Regions from separate parts of the Zea mays genome. Here regions 2 and 3 are each linked to region 1. A link is a contact called in public Hi-C data. All regions are on one chromosome and are shown on one strand. Each heading gives the region's core, a stretch centred on a gene start, on an enhancer-like site or on the middle of the called end of the contact. The rest is flanking DNA. Distances are from core to core; before and after follow the strand shown.

Evidence for each region. A called contact is a pair of places that touch in the nucleus more often than the background predicts.
Region 2: a Hi-C map of leaf shows a contact between it and region 1, with 6 times the contacts expected there. The contact joins the promoter of LOC100272714 here to the promoter of LOC100281031 in region 1. A contact is called at or near these places in 4 of 25 Hi-C or Micro-C datasets (bundle sheath, ear, leaf and 1 more).
Region 3: a contact with region 1 is called in a Hi-C map of bundle sheath, with 4 times the contacts expected there. The contact joins the promoter of LOC103639137 here to the promoter of LOC100281031 in region 1. A contact is called at or near these places in 8 of 25 Hi-C or Micro-C datasets (bundle sheath, endosperm, leaf and 3 more).

Annotation. Positions count from the first base shown.
Region 1 is chr9:135,005,732-135,009,952 of Zm-B73-REFERENCE-NAM-5.0, forward strand. LOC100281031 (nascent polypeptide-associated complex alpha subunit-like protein) reads right to left here and starts at 1,893. Exons shown (of 4, transcript NM_001367098.1): 1 at 1,754-1,893; 2 at 1,276-1,348; 3 at 403-533; 4 at 1-294. The coding sequence starts at 1,825.
Region 2 is chr9:135,204,878-135,209,098 of Zm-B73-REFERENCE-NAM-5.0, forward strand. LOC100272714 reads right to left here and starts at 2,431. Exons shown (of 1, transcript NM_001147167.1): 1 at 518-2,431. The coding sequence starts at 2,333. The coding sequence ends at 954. It overlaps LOC103639139 (probable nucleolar protein 5-2), which reads left to right and starts at 3,270. Exons shown (of 10, transcript NM_001346697.1): 1 at 3,270-3,345; 2 at 3,444-3,576; 3 at 3,703-3,744; 4 at 4,166-4,221. The coding sequence starts at 3,499.
Region 3 is chr9:135,141,060-135,145,280 of Zm-B73-REFERENCE-NAM-5.0, forward strand. LOC103639137 (inactive beta-amylase 9) reads right to left here and starts at 2,496. Exons shown (of 2, transcript XM_008661933.2): 1 at 1,623-2,496. The coding sequence starts at 2,327. It overlaps LOC103639136 (a long non-coding RNA gene), which reads left to right. Exons shown (of 4, transcript XR_002264891.3): 2 at 614-721; 3 at 1,096-1,247; 4 at 1,301-1,458. LOC103639138 (a long non-coding RNA gene) reads right to left here. Exons shown (of 2, transcript XR_559253.4): 1 at 4,157-4,221; 2 at 3,706-4,079.

The sequences.
Region 1 (4,221 bases), core at 643-3,142:
AGAAGCCTTGAGGGCCCTGACAGCCTTGGGCCTCGAAACAGATGCCTGGGTCATCACCAGCTCGATGTCCTTGGCCTCAACACCAGTTTCGTCGACCTCCTCGTCATTGTCTTCCTGGCCCGGGCCAGAAGTCTCTGGACTCGTGATCTGGCTCAAGTCAGGGGCCTTGAACTGTTCTGCGGCCTGGGTCTGCAGCTGGGAGCTGAGGTCCTCGATCTTGGCCTCGCCGAATATGACGTATGTGTCTGAGTTCGGGCTCTTGAACACATCTGGCTTCGAGATGACAAACAGTATCTGGGAAAAATATGTGCATTTATCATGTTAGCCAGACAACAATAAAGATAATATATACCATGTTAGCCAGACAACAATAAAGATAGGCCAGTTTGCGTGGTGAATTACATTCTTGCTTTTCTTCACAGTGACACGGCTGACACCAGTGATGGGCTTCATGCCAAGCTTCAGCATGGCTTTGCGGCTCTTCTTCTCACTCCTGCTTTGCTTTGACTTGCCGCTGGCATCCCCTTCTTGTCCTGAAGATGAAAATGACACCAATACTTGTCAGATACAGGTCTGCAATTGTTTCACACACCAGAGATAAAAACAGACAGCAAATTCAAAGGGTGCAGGTTAACAGGAAAACTAATGGCATAGCATTTGTTTGCCCACACAGGCTTCTGCACTGATCACAAACAAATGAGACTGCCTAACTAAGCAATTCAGTTTACTGTTTATAGCTGGGGTGTGTGTTTTCCAAGGATGTGGTTGATATGTAGCTGATATAGATAAAACAATATAGACAGTGCAATAGGGCAGTTATGTTAACCAGTAGCAGCAAAAACATCAACCACCTACAAGCATTGACAAGCTATGCATAACGTCAAACTTAACAAAATCCACTCTGGATCTTCATACATTGAGACAAAAGTCAATAACTGGCTTTAAATACATGGAAATATGATACATCAGACATGAAGATATCCTGCTCACAATACACTTGACTGTACAATCGAAATCACATTCACATATCAATTTACAGTGCCAGAAACAAATCTATACATATCCCTTACTCTATTATGTACATGTACAGGCACAGCAGTTCACGATTAAGCATCCAGAACTAGAAGTGCCAAATCATTTCACATAAATGATACAGACGGGTGAAGGGTGACAACGAGTTAATAAACATTACAAGCTCCAAGATATCAAGCCATCACTGTTTCACACATTATCTGAATAGAACTAAAGAGACATTCTCAGATCATAGTAACTCACCGTCAAGTTCATCATCATCCTCATCGTCCTCATCGTCGTCGTCCTCCTCATCCTCCACCACAACCTCCTCTGCCTGTTCATGGCATTAAACAGATAAGTATGCCAGTGGCACACATCCGAATAGTTGATGGACAACATTACCACGAAAACATATTGCGAGACGGCAAGCGAGATTAGAAGAATCGCGCCGCCCCCGTAACAAAAATAACAGTCCACGAAAAGCCGAGTCTATCAGAACCAACCATTTCCACCGTCCATAACAATAATATAATAATAAATAAATAATGCTCCTATAAAATGATGGAGCTTTACATGGTCCAGCAAGACCCACCTACGAAATCATTCTACTTCAAGTTCGTGGATCTGCAGCTAGAAATAAAACATCAAATCTATTTTGGACTGCAGTATCCATAGCCTATGCGACAGCGATTCCCCTTCTGATTCGGACCGTTCGGGAGGAGTGTGTGCGAAATCTCACCTCGGTCTTCTGCTCCTCGAGCTTCTGCTGCTCGATCTGGGTGGCGAGCTCCTCCGCAGTCTGCGCCGTCATCCTGGCGTCTCGGTGTTGTGGAAGGGAATGCGGGCAGAGCGACGGCGGCGACTTGGCAAAAAACCCTAGAGCAGACTCGCGCGTGCGGGCATTATTTATTGGAGGTTGAATCACACTAAACACCTCCATTTGTTGGGAATTTACATACACTCTAAAAAGATCGTACAGTATAGGTGTCCGAACCGAAGGGAAGTTGGTGATGGGCAGCGGCAGGGTTGTTTGGAACTTTCATCAAAAATAGTTTTACTCTAAAAAGTTAGCTAAATAGTTTAGACATATAAATCCAGAATTAACAAAACAAAATTAGACCTAGAGACTAATTTACTATTTTGATAGAGCACTTTAAAGTGTACACCACGAACTCAAGTTTGACGAGGTTGAAAAAATTGTCTATCACTATCACTTGGTGCACTCTCTCGTACACATTGGCTTCTTTTTATTTTTCTCTTGTTTCCGACTACTGACTAAAGTTTAGTCCAGATCTTTCCCACTACAACCATGTTTGGTTCTATTAGTCTTGGTCTAAAGTTTAGTTCATGTCTTATTTGGTTGTAGAGCTAAATAGATTCTAAACACATTAAATACAGAATATAAATACCGAAATACTCCTTTTTCTTATTTTCGCCGATTTTTTAGGCAAGGGCAATTGAATTAAATATTGTCCTTTAGTTTCTTTTTAGTACCTATATAAAGGGCTAGACACTAAAATCAATTAGTCTATATTTTAGTCCTTCCATTCGGTAATGGAGACTAAATAGGACTATGTCGGACTTTGTTCACCACAACGTCATGTTCTTTTCTAGCTCCCCTTATCGGTTGAACGACCATGACCTCTGTTAAGGGCACGTTTGATTTTATGGACTAAAGATTAGTCTCTTTATTTTAGTCTTATTTAGGCCCCGTTTGATTTGGAGTGACTAAAGTTTAGTCAATTTTAGTCCCTAAAGAAACAAACATGATGACTAAAGTAGGATGACTAAACTTTAGTTCTTTAATTACAAAGAAGGTGACTAAAAAGGACTAAAGTATGATCTTTACCTTATTTGCCCTCTTCACTTTCTTTTTGCAACAAACAACCACTAATTAATAGGGGTAATACAGTCATTATTCACAAAAAGTAATGCTCTTTAGTCTTGTTTGGTCACTGGAACTAAATGAGGTACTTTAGTGACTAAATTTTAGCCAAGTGACTAAAGGAACCAAACATGACCTTAATTAGTCTCTAAATTGCTATACGGTGGAACTAAAACATGGACTAAACTGCTTTAGTTTCTAGTCCCTCAAGGAGTGACCAAAATAAACTAAACCATATTAATTTCACTTTTTACTCCTCATTTATTTCAGTTGCAGTAATTGTGGGAGCATGCTAAGGAGTATTTTGATCTTCTTATTATTCATTTAATATGCTCTGAATATTTTGATCTTCTTATTATTCATTTAATATGCTCTGAATACTTTTATTCCCTATAACCAAACAAAGTATGGACTAAATTTTAGTTTTCTAACTAAACTTTAGTATGTGGACTAAACCAACTAAACATGCCCTTAAAAAATAAGGTTATATATTTATGGTGATCTCTATTAAAGTTAGAAGAGTGTATATATATGTGTGTCTCGAATGGGCATGGCCAGATGGTGGCCTCAAGTTCATTTCCTTTTTCTAACGTCATGCGGTGTTTGGATCAAAGCAACGAGTTTATTTCCATGTGATCATAGTCATCTGAATTTGCAGCATTGGTCCCCTGCCGCCCCAGCTCCTCTTCGCAGCACACCTACTTTTCCCAGTTGTGATGATGCTACCTGTAAACGCAAGAAAGAATATAGCACTCCTACTCGCTGTGCTCGTGCTCGTGCAATTATCTTCAGTTATCAGCACCATTGTATGTACTGTAAACTGGTATAGAAAATTAAAGAACACACTTATGTGGAGATTCAATGGAGTGGACACTAATATTTGTGTAATTCTTGGAACTGGTTTGCGGGAACTGTGAGGTCCTGATAACTTGATGAGAATTTTAAACTAAGTATGTCTTGCAAATATTTGTGTAGCTCTGTATCCTTAATGGAACCTTAAATTAGGGGATAATTAAGGATAGACAACAGTAACTAAGAGTTATTTTTAAGTCTTAAATCTGTTAATTTTGTGAATTATGATGTTTAGAGAGTATTCCCTCTATTCCAATTTATAAGTTGTGGTTTTTTTAGATATATATAGTATTTGCTATGCACTTACATATACACTATGTCTAGATGCATAGCAAAAAATTATGTCTCTAAAAAACCCCCAAAACATCTTATAATTTGAAAGGGAGTAGAACTTAAGAACTACTTAAGCTTGGGTGAATATCTTTCCACCAGTGTTTTAAATAGCGGGAAAATGAATTTATCACCAAACT
Region 2 (4,221 bases), core at 1,181-3,680, 200 kb after region 1:
GTCTGAAATAGAGCGCACAGCAGAGCAATTTCATATAATTTTAGATGCTCGTCTCAGTCTCTCAGATCCAAAGATTTTCGTTAAGCTCAAATTAAAGCGCGTGGATTTTACGCGTCTTGTCTTAGAGTAGCAGCTCTGAGTGGAACGATCATGCAGATTCAGAGCGCATGGCAGCACGAGTAGTCTTCGGATCAGCCGATCTGAGTCAAGTATCATTTCATATTATTAGAGCACATACATACAAGTGTTTATGTATGTATGTATAATTAGGTTTGCATGCATGCATGGAGTTTATTTCTTTTTTTTTTTCTAGCAATCAAGGATGGAGTAATATCAGAATGGTTTAATGATCATACCGGAATGATTTGAAGAAAAAGAACAACAAGATGGATGGATGAGATGGGACCCCTACTCCCTCCTCATAACGTCGAAGAAACGAGGCCCATCGCAGCATCCCCTGATTAGATGGTCGACTGACTACATGTAATCACGCACCTGGCACTTGGCAGAATTTTTTAGAAGCAACATATCGATCAGGAATGATGAGCTGAGTTTCTGGACTACCAACCATTATTAAACGATAACAGAGCAGCACGACAAGCAACAGAGTACGTACCCTAGTTCCATTCTTCGTGTTGTAGTCTGTTCCATAAACTATGAGCTGAGGTAACCTCCCATCAGCGACTTGCTGCACGCACGGGTTGTTCGGGACAGTATGCGCCTAAAGACGCCAACCCAACTGGAAAACGTAAAATAGAAAACGCCCTATGACACTACGCCATCACTCCTCATCAGCTTCACTTGTCCAGCGCTCAGCTCTGAACATGCCCCCCACCCAGACACACACAGACCTTCAGATACTGTTTGTACCGAAACAGCGGCATTAGGATACCGCTTAACCATATAGTAATCTTCCCGAGTCGACGAGTCCACCGATAGATTGGACCATCTGATCAACACTTGTGGCAAATGGCTGAAACCTCCTGCACCTCCTTCTTGATATTATCATCATCCCCTTTCAAAGTAACCTCCACCCCTGCATCATGAAAGACCAAGACCTTGTTTGCCCAATCACATTCCATAGGGCTATGTGATTTCAGCCAGTCATAACCCAAGATGGCGTCATACGGTCCCAGATCCAACACTCTCATATCAGTGTGGAACGTGTGGCCATTTGCGCACCAGGCAAGCTGAGGAACCAACAAATCCGACGTTAGGGACTCGCCATTTGCCAATGTGAACCTGGCTGGAGGACAAGAAACAGCAGACAAACGAGCCCGAGCCACCAGATTCTTGTTGATAAAGCAAGTAGGACTCCCGGAATGAATTGACAACAGCAACGTAACTTTGTTCTTCAAAAGACCCCGCACCTTCATGCACCCTTTACCAGTAGTACCACTGATCGCCTTGGCCTTGACTGCTGTGGACGAGGACCTCGACTGGAACACTGACCTTGTCGACCTTCCTTTGTATTGATCATTCAGTTCATCCTGCAACTTGGCAATTAGTACTGCTCGATCCAAAGTGGTGGGCATCTGAGATTGCACCGCCCCTTGCAAATCATACTCCAGACCCCAAATAAACTGAGTGACAAAGAGCACCTCACCCAACTTTGGGTTATGCAGCGATACCATGTACCGTGCTTCCTCGAACGCCCGCACAAACTCGTCCAGTGACCCCGTCTGCCTGAGACCCATCAATCTCCTCATCGCCTTTGGATACTCGTCTGCGCCAAACTTGTTCAACACATCCCGAGTAAAATGATTCCACCCCGTCCTCTGTTTCAGTCTATGCACGTGAAACCAGCGAGCAGCAATCCCTTCCAAGTGCAGAGACGCCACTTGTACCCACATAGCTTCAGAAACCTTGAAAATATGGAAGTAATCCAAACACTTGTCCAACCAAACTCTCGGATTAGCACCATCAAACTTTGGGAATGACATCTCAGGCAGTGGATTGATCTGAACACCCTTCTGAGGACCCTTCCGTACCTGAACAGGGGGTGAAGACCTAGATGACGGGCTGGTGGATCCGCTCCTCCTGGACTTCTCCGTCTCCGCCGCCATGGATTCCAGCTGTACCCGCGCCAGCAGCTGCCCAGATTCCTCCACTTGACGCGACAGAACAGAACGCTCCTTCGCCGCCTGCTTGGCCGCCTGCGCCGCGACCTCCGACTGCTCCACCAACTGGCGCTGGACCTTGGCGAACTTTCCCAGGCGCTGATTCATGTTCTCCAACGAATCCAACGCCCGCTCCCAGTTCTCCGCGACTTTCACCCTCTCCGCGGCCATCGCGTCCAAGACGAAATGAGTCTGTACGGAAGGCTTCGCCATAGGCGCCGTTGTGACGGCTCCGTCGATCAAACCCCCACACCAAGGATAGCTGGCTGAGTACAACTAGAGCCAGTCGCGAGCGACACCGAGCAAACTTGAGAAGCAAGTTGAAAATGTTTTTACCCAGTCCCCACGCACACCACTTGGCTAAATAGCCGGTTTACAACATGATAATTTCATCTCTACACCACTTGGTAAATATAGAGATGAAATTAGGTTTTGAGTGAGTTTGTAAATTTAGTAACTTGGTTTACATAATTGTTCGAGAAAGTCTTTTTGAAATTTCTTAAATTCTTATTTAGAGAGTTATTTACACAGCTACTAAAAATGCTCTTAGGTATATAAGGTCATTCTCAATGATAGTTTTATAGGAGTTTCACTCATTAAATGGTGTGCTATGTCAGCATTTTGGATGATGTGGCAACTAATTAATGAAGAAAGGGGTAGATTTTTTCATGGGGATGAAAACATGTATATAGTGTTACCTAGACATATTATCTCTTGTATGGTACCTATAAAACCATGTCAAATGAAACTCTCCACTACGGGAGACAGTTTCAACCAAAACTCCAGTTATTTATTAATTATGCGGTATCTTATAAATTTAAGAGGTATTTGGTTTCTAGTGACTAATTTTTAGTCTATCTATTTTATTCCATTTTAATTACTAAAATATTAAATACGGAAATTGACAAAAAAATAGTCACTAAAAAGCAAACATCCACTTACCAAACCAAACACGCCCTCCCTGTCAGTCGAGCAAGGGTCCTCCCGGTAACCTAAAACCCAAGACAAACCATCCAACGGTCCATTAGCACGGTCCCGTTCAGCCAACGGCCAGATGGGCCACCGAGTACCTTTGTGCTCTCCGATATATTAGTCCAGCCCCAAGCCCTAGAAGAGCTAAAACCCTTGCGGCGGCTACCTTTTCCCCAGCTCCCTCTCGTCTCGCGGCCGCCGCAGGCGAAACCCCCTCATCGCTTCGCGCTGTCCACCGACGAATCTTCCCCAGGTTCGAGGGATTTTACCGTCTCAACAGCTCGATTCTGTTGGCGCACGCGTTGCTATGTCTAATTTGGTTCCGTGATCCTTCGCTCGATGCATGTTAAGAGCGTGTGTATCTGTTGTTTCAGCTGAGTTAATCGGGGACTGGTCGTGTGCGGAGATGTTGGTGCTCTTCGAGACCCCCGCGGGGTTCGCCCTATTCAAGGTGCTCGACGAGGGGAAGCTCGACAAGGTCGAGGTGAGTGACCCCCGCTGCAATTTCTAAAGTCTGTTATTGATTGGGTTCCTTAAATTTGCTCTGCTCCATGCTTTTGTATTGAACCATCAGTGCTAATGTGCTATGCCTTTGTGTTCTTGTTGGCAGGATCTATGGAAGGAGTTCACGACGTCGGACTCAGCGAGAAAGGTCTGTATAGGATCAGCCACATTATGACATTATGTGTTTGTCGTTTTGAACAGATGGCACCGACTTAAGTGTCTCACTAACTCTTTTATTTCAGTGGAACACTGTGGACGTAGCCACTAGATATGTACTTCTACTTAGCTTAGGGTAGCTTAGATGGCTATGTTTTAGAATGTGTTTTCCGTAAGCTATTTCAAACATTTCACATTTCAAGCATCAAGCTACCAAATGCCAACAGATTTGTGCTGCACATATGGATGAAGCCACTTGGAAATCATGCATACCGTGTATCGTAACAAAGTTACTGTTTTCGTTCAAATGCAAAATAAGAAATAAGAAGAAAACTTGATGAGTCGTCCTATTCTCCGCTTCTGTACCTTTACTAGTTTTCTGTTCTGACTGATAACAGAGAACTTCCCTGTAGGTGGTCGAGCTGAAGGCTTTCAACAAGTTTGAGAACACATCTGATGCCCTATCCGC
Region 3 (4,221 bases), core at 1,246-3,745, 140 kb after region 1:
ACAATATCACGTAATTCATAACTAAAATTTAGTACGTGTCACATCGAACATTTGAATGTCTTTACCACGTTAGCACCATCGATATAGTTGGAATTAACTACGTTATCACGTAATTCTCATCTGTAACAATTGGACATTATCATCTCAGTGACATGTCTTAACTTTCCACTTTGAGATAGAGAGCATGACTGTCTACTATATTTTGTTGCCTCAATCAAATAGATAAGAAGCTTTGTGCATATGGCCAACGACGCCTTCGGCAGGAGAGTCGCCAAACTTCTTGGCGATGTCTTTCATGTGTTGCTTTTAGTTCTTTTAAAGACTCCTCTGAGTGTTGGTATGTTTCTAATTTGTTAGGTTAGTTCTTAATCATTTCGTAGATGCCTTCCTTCTCGCATAATGACGCAAGATGTTATATTTGGCTTCTGCTGATCATGCCTATATATGCATCTGTGATGTGAATTGAGATTCATTGAGCAACACATGCCTTCTATGTTGGAGATGGGGTTTTAAATAGTGATAAAATTTATGGCAGGTGTTTTTTAAATACATACATATGTACATATAAATTTTGTTCCCTCAAAACGTACTAACCCTCTCCGTGTTTTTGCAGTATCTGACCGAGAACAATTATTTCGTGATGATTGGGGTAATTGGGCTGCCCGGTGTAGGCAAGTCAACCATCATGAACGAGCTTTATTAATATGATGCAAGCTACCTGGTACGATACAGCTTCACTTTTGTTGTGCTCTTTTTAGTGTCGTGCAAACACTTGGATTCATTGCTTACTGAGATGTCATTCTAATGATTATCGTGTAGGTCCACTTTTCTACATGTACATTATTCTTAATATTTCTACCATGTAATATCTTTTGGTAGCTTGCATCGTATTAATAAAAAATCGCTAGGAGAATTAGGTAGCTAATAAATAGTTAGTTAACTACTAGCTAATTTGCTGAAAATAACTAATAGTTGAACTATTAGCTGATGTCTTTAGCTAATTTAAACAGTTAAGTAATATCTCTAGCGCATTCAAACACCCCTTATTACTTCAAAGGCTGAAACCATCGACCCTGCGTTTACGATGACGTGCAGTGGTAACAAAAGAGATGCCAAGTGCGCTGAGGATGCAGAGGCCAGAACATACATACAGTTCCCATTTTCTGAACACAGAAACCAATGGCACCGTCGAATTCAGAAAGAGCAGAAAGCAAGTTCTTTTTTTAACTTTCTTTCTGATTTGGCTGGTATGATGATGTCTGTAGCACCTGTGATTAACTTTTAAACTCTTTGGGCACAGGGAATGGAAGTGAGTACTAAGAACAGAGCAAGTGATATTTATGTTTCTAGATAAACAGGCGTGAGGCGTGGAGTAAAAACAGAGGAGGTAAAGAAAGGGCCTTCAATCGTGAGGCATTCATTTTGATTGTTCGAAATGACAGACTTTGACATTTGTTACGATTGTTAAGTTGATTCTTGATAGTAACACTAAATAATGATCTATGCGTGTATAAGTGTCGTCCGTTGCAACGCACGAGCATATACCTAGTTAAGCTTAAGAAAAAAGATTTAGTTTCCCAAACTAAAAGAAACTAAACGAGGAAATCTTGGATTTGTCTTACCGTAACTGTTGACCCCAACAAGTCGTTGAACTCCTCAGCGAAGCTGCGGAAGAAGGCCTCGTAGGCCTGGAGCGGCGACCTGCCGACGAGCACTGGGAGCTCGTCGACGGCGAAGGAGATGCACCCGACGCGGCGGCGCCCGGAGCGGTCCGTGAAGAGCACGTCGGGGTCGGCGGCGGCAGCGTCGGCCACCCACTCGGGGAGCGCGTCGCCGTCGGTGCGGAGCGAGACGCGGAGGTCGAGCCCCGCGTCGCGGACCATGGCGGCGACGGCGCGGTACCCGGCCCACTCGAACCAGGCCCCGGACCCGGGCTGCACGGCGGCCCAGGACACCGGCAGCTCCACGCCGTCGACGCCGAGCAGCTTGAGCGCGCGCAGCGCCGCCGAGACGGCCCTGGAGCGGCTCACCCCGCGGCCGTCGGAGACCACCGCGTCCGCGGGGAGGCCCACGAACAGCCTCACCGCGCCATCCGCCGCCCGCTCGGCGGCGGCCTCGGACTCGGACTCGGAGACGAGCGCCCGCACGGGGCCCGGCAGCCTGCTGCCCCGGAGGACAGGGAGAGCCCCGCTGGCTGCACGCCGCGCCGCGCCGAGCCGGACGACGCCGGCTAGCTGCTGGCCGCGGCCAGCCCGCGACGCGTCCCCCACGCACCGCCACCTCGCAGGCACCGTTGCCGCCGTCTGGTGCATCAGCGCGGCCTCCATTATTGGCTGCTGTCCTAGTGCCCTGTGTCTGCCGCGTCAGCAGCTGGTCGGGACGCGTCGGTCGCTGCGCTTTGCACTTTTCTGGTTGGTTCGCTTGGCGGTAGTAGTGGTACAGATTTTTTGCACCCAATTTTTCGCGCGGGCCTATTTATGGGAGACGAGAGCAGGGCAGGTGACAGCCGAGGAACAGTAGGGCGGTGCCACGTGGCAGGAGTCCAGCGCGCCGCAAATAATGCAGGAGGCCAGCGCGCCGCAAATAATGCAGGAGGTCAGGTGCTACTTGCTAGGCAAGTTTATCGCCGGGTTTTCCTGCGCCGTGTGCTCTTACCGCCTCACTAGCGGGTGGGGCCTTCCCGCTCTATCGCGTCAGAGATACTTGCCGCCCAGGTCGAATGACGAGGTGGGTGCGGGTGGGACCGTGGGACTACCTTGGAAAAGACGAGCGTCGGAGCGTGGGCCCTGGCGGATCCGACACTCTTCCTCGGAACGTGGGGACAGTTTGAGGGCGTTTCCGTCACTCGGCACCATCCATAGTAACTTGTGGATAAGGGCGCCACGTAGGAACGCGGAGGCACCACGCAGACTAGGGTATACGGAGCCGGGCGCGTGCCCGCGTGTCGCCGACGTGTAGGTGTGGGTGTGGCTGGGAGGCGAAGAATCGCTGACCCGAGCCGCGTTTGTGGCCACCGGTTCACGGCGCCGCGCCGCCGATTTTGGGGACGATGCGTTCGTTTCCGGGCTCTTCCTGCGGTCTGCATGCGACGGTGGTGGCTTTCCGCGCCATGCGAAGCTGCTTTTGGATATCGATCCAGGACCAACCAGTCTGGGGAAGGGGAATCCATGATGGGAGATGCCGTGGACACGTCTCCTTTCATGGCAAAAAAAATGTTAATATCGGATGAGTTCTCGTGAGAAAATATATACACGGAAATTTTGCAGCAAATCTAAAGATCAGCTTCATCCGAGGTTTTCCAAGTTGAACAAGAACCCAAAAACTTTGCCAAATGCTTGCGTCTGCTCAAATCTACTGGTCCGATGCTGATGAAGGAGCAGCTGGGAACGGCAGGAGACGACCGTCCATGTAGCCTGGCTTCGTGACCACGCCACGCTCAGGCCAGGCTCCGACAAAAAACAAGGGGCGGGCCTTTCCAGATCCAGTTGGCCGGACTTGGCTAGGAAGCAGCACTGGCGTCCCCTCACGGTCATCGTGGGGCAGGCCGGGCCTCGGCCACACCACCTGCAGCCTGTCCAACTGAAATGAGAGGGGAGGGTCGGCGAGACGCGAGCAAGGCGGCAGCAGCGAGTGCGGTGGTCCGACGAGAGCATTAGATGTTCAATGAAGATGTCAGCATGGACGAATGGTGTGAGGCGATAGATCTAAAAAACACCCCAACAGAAGAGGCGACAGTACCAAAACTATCCTGCCAAGATCTTAGATAGGCAGGCGAACCACACAAATGGTTTTCTCCTATTATTATCCCATGCAAAGCAAGACTGGCTAGTCAGCCTTAGCTTGCTAGCCTGGCTCTCTGGTAAGAAACACACCCTAACTGAACATAGAGCATAGTACTGTGTTCTTGCAGAACTGGGTGACTTATTTTAATACTACAATATCAAGTAGCAGTACTTTTTTCCACAAACTTGACCGAAGTTAGAAGTTTGATTTAGCACAAGACGAAGTGAACCATAATGCGCACAATTGTGGAAAATGCCTTCTCGAACTATGAATTACAGAATTGGTTCAGATTTGCCCTGACACCAAATCAAAAATAAACTGATTTTGAATTACAGAATTGTCATGGTAAATTATCATAACAGACAAAAATCACCTCTGATTGATAAGACACTGTAACCTCATGGATGTCTACGCATTAGCTCTCCAATTCCGAAACTG